Linked DNA regions of Sus scrofa: region 1 is linked to region 2. The links are chromatin contacts, called in public promoter capture Hi-C maps. All regions are on one chromosome and are shown on one strand. Each heading gives the region's core, a stretch centred on a gene start, on an enhancer-like site or on the middle of the called end of the contact. The rest is flanking DNA. Distances are from core to core; before and after follow the strand shown.

Region 1 (2,700 bases), core at 118-2,617, 150 kb before region 2:
GCTCAACATCACTAATTATTTTTGTCTTTTTAGGGCCGCACCCATGGTATTTGGAAGTTCCTAGGCTAGGGGTCAAATCGGAGCTGCAGCTGCTAGCCTACGCCACAGCCACAGCCACAGCCACAGCGCCACATCTGAGCTGCATCTGCAAACTTCATTGCAGCTCACAGCAACGCCAGATCCTTAATCCACTGAAAGGGGACAGGGATCAAATTTGCATCCTCTTGGATACTAGCCAGTTTTGTTTCCACTGAGCCACAACGGGAACCCCCTCACTAATTATTAGAGAAACGCAAATCAAAACTATAATGAGGTACCACCTCACTCCAGTCGGAATAGCCACCATTTTAAAAATCTACAAATAATAAATGCTGGACAGGATGTGGAGAAAAGGGAACCCTCCTACACTGCTGGTGGAAATGTAAACTGGTACAGCCACTATGGAAAACAGTATGGAGAATACTCAAAAAACTAAAAATAGATTTGCCATATGATCCAGCAATCTCACTTCAGGGCGTATATCCAGAGAAAACTGTAATTCAAAAAGACATATGCAGTTGAGTTTAGAGTCAGTTGAAAAAAAGCCCAAGAAAACACCCATTATGATAGATGGTGCTAAATTCCATGTTAAGGAGAAATACAAGAAAGGGGAACTTGGAAGAGAGGCACCTCTGCAGGTGGGGGACCTCAGAGGCATCATGGGGCTGCTTGAAGGATGAAGGGGAGCTTGAGTGCAGGAGAGGCTGGAAAGTTTGGAAAGGAGGCCAGCATGTGCAAAGGTGTGACCCTGCAAAAACAGCACAGGGTGTTCTGGAAACCTTTTCCCAGTATGCACTGATATCAGGTAAGGCTCCAGTTTCTGGCCTTTTATAACCAGCTATTTATTTGGCTCATCTGAACTCAAACAGATTGGAGGTTGGATATCAGCTCCACCAGCTAACAACAAGAGCTCAAGCTAGGGGTTTAACCTTGAGCCTGAGCTTTACCCTCAGCATGAGCTTCAGCGACCTTGTCTCTACATGCCCTGGGCTCTGTAGGCTAAGTGAGATCTCCTGTATAAACATGCCAAACGTGGTGCTGATACAGGGTGAATTTGCAGTCCAGATTTCTCCATTCCCTCCTCTTCTCCAGGGCTATGGGGTGACCCTCATAGGTTTTAGGAACCAGGAAGAGGAGACAGTCACCAGCCAATGGCATAAGGAGGGCAACAGTGGTTTCTGTGTTGATGACATTTGTAAGTGCAAACTGGAACAAGAAAAAAAATCAGGTGAGAGAAACCATGATTCCTGCCAAGGCTTAGACTGCATTGCTCACCCTGGGGAAAGCAGCTGCAAAGAGCTTTCAAACAGGGGAAAGGTCAACCCGTTGTAAGAGAATAAGCTGCCAAAGCTTGTGGCCCTGGGCCCTCCTTCCTCAATTCCCATGACCCCCTGTGCTGGTTTCCTCCTTGGAGATGGGAAGGTGACCCCTGCCCTGCCAGGCTGTCTGGGCTCTGTGCAGGGGGTTTGGAGAGTGTAAACTCCAGGCAACCCTGATGAGGAAGGTTGTTTTCGTCCCCCTCCCTCTGCAGGCTGGTCTCATCTCAACACTGCCTCCGCACCGGCCTGCGCCCAAAGCTCTCCTTCCTTTTACTTTCCAAATCCCTTGCGTCCTTCACCACCACACATCCAGGAGGCCCGTCCTGGTGGCTCTGGTCTATGCTGATCCCTGTGCCCTTGAGACACCATCAGACACCACACCACCAGACAGTCACTCTCTCTTCTGTTTCTTTTTTCTCTTGGGCTCCATCCGCACCCCACTTGAAAAAGACCATCTGAGCTCCCACGCCCCTGAAGCAGCAGCATCTCATCCACCAGGAACGTGTTAAAGATGCAAAAATACACCCTGAGGGGTGGGGCTAGCCATCTATGCTTTAACGAGCCTACAGGTGATTCTAACACCTGCTCCCGGTTCAAGGACCAGGGCTCCCAACAATCCTGTCTCCTAAGAAGGGAATGGCAAAAATAGTGACAGCCCCATCACAGAGCACTTATTCTTTCCTTCAGCAATATCACAGCGCGCCAACTTCCGGGAGATGGGAGGAAGAGCGGTTCATCCCCTATTCACCCTATAATTTACCCCACAGATGTTATTGAGCGCAGCCCATGTACGTTTCCAGCTGAAATTCACACATCTGAGTTTGAGGCCGGGCTCACAACACATTGCCAGAAACGCAAACATGGGGTGACAAGGTCTCCAATGGGGAAGTGAGATGAGATGGATGATGGAGCTGGGTACCAGCTCTGCCTGCAGGTGGGGGCAGTTCCGGTTCCGGGAGAAATGCTCTAGGTGTCTGGGGCTCCGACCCCCTCCCATCCCCCCACACCGGAGGCTCCCACAGTGCAGGGAAGGGCATGGGGTGGGGCCCTCCAGCAAACACCATGACACATGTTTCATATTATATGCAGCATTCTTTGTGAGAGCCCCAGTGAAAAATACACATGGCTGGCCATCCCTTTCTCGGGAGGAGGGGCACAGGAAAGGGGATTTGGGCTGCTGGCTTTATCAAAGGTTAGAAACAAAGCAGAGGCTCTGAGCGTGTTAGAAAAACAAACTGTTTGTTCTTGGGCTTCTCATTTGAAGGAGTGGGAGATACTCTGGGTCTCGTCGAACACCGGAGGAGCCCACCTGGGTCTCCATACAATGGTAGCAAGTGCCTGC
Region 2 (2,700 bases), core at 158-2,657:
ACCGAGTCGGGGAGACGGCTGGTTAAAACGACCACCTGGCACACAGTAGGGGTCTGCAGAATCGGTACTCTGCATCAAGCCGGTAGACAGCACCCTCCCAACCCCTGGAGGGCGTTCACGAGAGCAACAAGTGAAGAGGCCGGCTTGCAAGTCCTGGGCCGAGGCAGCCCGGCGGAAAGGCTGGATGTTTACGTTCGGCCCTGGGAAGGCAGCGCTCTCCAGGCAAGAGCCCGGCGCTCCAGGAGATCCGTTTTACTCGATGGAAGGCAACCAGCTTTACGCCGGCTCTGGCTCCTGGTTCCACCGACTTCCCCTCCCTCTCCTAAGAGGACAAGCCCTCACCTTTCGTGGGGTTCTGCCTGCGTTTCCAACTGCAGGCAGCTTTTTAGATTGAGTGTCCAAGTGGCCCGCGAAAGCCTAGAGCACGCTCGACACTCCTTTACAGGCCGGGGAGGCGGCAGGATCGGGGAGGGCGGGAACCCGGGAGCGGGGAAAAGCCTGCGGGGCCCCCGGGACGGGCAGCACGGCGCGGCCGGGAGACGGGGCCCCGCGCAGGAGCGAGCGCCGAGCTTCGCGCGCAGCCCCGGGCCGGGCTGGGACGGGCGCTGAGGGCCGGGGGGACAGAGGGGCTGGGCTCACCCATGAAGAGGCAGAAGAGGTCCAGGCAGATGAGCAGCACCCGCTTGCTGCCGCCCTTCCTCGGGTTGTTATTGAGCGCCGGGCTGCCGCCGTTCTTGCTCTCCGCGACGATAGCCTTGTCGTACTTGTAGTTTTGCATGGCGCTGGCCAAGACGCCCCACGACTGCAGCCACACACCCAGACGCCGGGGTCGCCTCCCGACCGAGGCTTCTCCGGGCGCGGCGGGAGAGTGCGGCCCCGCTGCCCCGCTTCCAAGGGCAGGCGGTGGTGCTTTCTGCTCCCTGGTGCTCCTCCGCTTTTCCTGTCTCAACCCCGAATCGTTCGAAAGTCCAAGGGGAAGAGAGTCAACTCCCGAGCAGAAACTTCTGCAGCGCTGCGTTGCTCCGGACGCGCGGAGCTGGCGTGTCCGTGCGCAAAGCAGCGAGGGGGCAGCGCGGGCGCTCGGCCACCTTCCTCCGCAGCTGGTTGCTTAATGAATGGGAGCTGCGCGGAGCCCAGCCACCTCGGAGCGCTGCCCCAACTCCTACTTTCCTCCTCCTCCTGCTGCTGCTGCTGCTGCTGCTGCTGCTGCTGCTGCCGCCGCCGCCGCCGCTGTGATCGCCTGGGTTTGTTTTCGGCACTTTTATTTCATGAGGTCCTTTAAAAAAGAGAGAGAGGCAAAGAGAGGGACCTCCTTACTTGGCTCAGAAGGGATTCCGAAAGCACAGCCCCTTCCTTAAGCAGCCTAAGACGTAGGATAATTAAGGCCACATTTTCCCCCACCCCCTTCCAAAAAAAAAAAAAAAAAAAAATCCTAAAAGGAAAAGTTACTTTCAAACCAGAGAATCCGGGAGCCCCTAGCGTTCAAAAACACTAAATTGTCACAAAACGAGAAAAAAAAAATGTAAATAAAAAGAAACAGCCTTGGATCAGGCAAACGTTGAGGCTGTACAGCTAAAAAAGCGTTTCTCCTCTTTTATCCTCCTTTACATATTTGGGGCTTTCAAGTCTTTGTTTTGATTTGAATCGTTTCCTCCTGAAAATACTCAAATAAATTGTTGGGGGGGGTTTGTTTTGTTTGTTTGTTTGTTTATTTTTTGAGATCTGAACACTCAGCACTGGATACTGGGCTAGATTCTGAGGCTCCGAACAGGAAAAGGACTGCACTGGCTCTGGGACTAGATCCTGTGGCTTGGAATCCTGGCTGTGGCTCGGTGCCTCTGTTTCCCCATCTGTAAGCTGGAGATAATAACTTTCTCCTAAATAGAGTAATTATGAAGATGTCATTAGCTAATCCATAGACGCGCCTGGAACCGTGCTAGGTACATAGGAAATGCTGTGTAGGTGTTAACCTTTACTTTATTCCTTGTAGTTCCCAGCCCTCCAAATCCCTGCCAGTTCGGCTGGCCCCCAGCCTGCTTGTATCAGTATTGAGTGTTGGGGGCAGCTGTCCAGGGAAGCAGGAGAGCTCTCCCAGAGCTAGCATATCTCTAGCTTGGGGGGCAATCTAACGCTTTGCAGTAGAGGCTGTCATGTGCTTTCACAGTCTTCTATGTGAATTAATTCTCCCCCAGACAGAGCATAAACATTTCCAAGGCAAGGACCTTTCCTTCTATCTTCCATCATGTTCTAGATCATGATTTTTTTTACTGACTTGTTATAGGGTTCAGTATCCCTAGATCCAGCCACTTGGCCTTTCTCCAATAGTCCTTTCCCACTCCACACCCTGGCCTCTGCCTCCCTCTGTCTCTGCACATCCATCCCTTCTCTAACTACCAAAATGCTTTTCTTGCTTTAGAATCCTCTGAAATAGCACCTTCTCTCTGGGCCCTTTCTTGATCCCCGGACAGAATTAACTTCACCTTCAGCACTTGGTTTGCAGCACTCTTGTAGTACCTATTACAGTCTGATTTGGTGTTATAGTTAGTAAAGATGAGTCCGCTCTATAGATTATCAGCTCCAAACCCTCTCCCCAGTACCGCACACAGAGTTTGGTGCCTGCTGAATGAAGCTCAAGTCAGACTGCGTAGAACAAGTGGGCTGGTAAAGGAAGGCAAAATTGCTGTCTTCTGGAAGCAAGAG

The links. Promoter capture Hi-C pulls out the DNA fragments that hold promoters and counts their contacts.
Region 1: a contact with region 2 is called in a promoter capture Hi-C map of liver, with 3 times the contacts expected there. The contact joins the enhancer-like site here to the promoter of PLPP3 in region 2. A contact is called at or near these places in 3 of 5 promoter capture datasets (fetal liver and liver), 5 of 47 Hi-C or Micro-C datasets (embryonic fibroblasts, liver, retroperitoneal adipose tissue and 1 more) and 1 of 2 datasets of contacts at active chromatin or transcription factors (skeletal muscle).

Annotation. Positions count from the first base shown.
Region 1 is chr6:155,950,563-155,953,262 of Sscrofa11.1, reverse strand. No RefSeq gene overlaps it. Among named protein-coding and RNA genes, the nearest start is that of PLPP3, 150 kb to the right of the region's middle. Within about 2 kb of position 1,367, at least 9 of the 83 cell types and tissues checked have an H3K27ac peak or open chromatin away from gene starts, as enhancers often do. A contact at or near this core is called in fetal liver, liver and skeletal muscle, where this site is marked.
Region 2 is chr6:155,799,547-155,802,246 of Sscrofa11.1, reverse strand. PLPP3 (phospholipid phosphatase 3) reads right to left here and starts at 1,407. Exons shown (of 6, transcript XM_003127971.6): 1 at 640-1,407. The coding sequence starts at 778.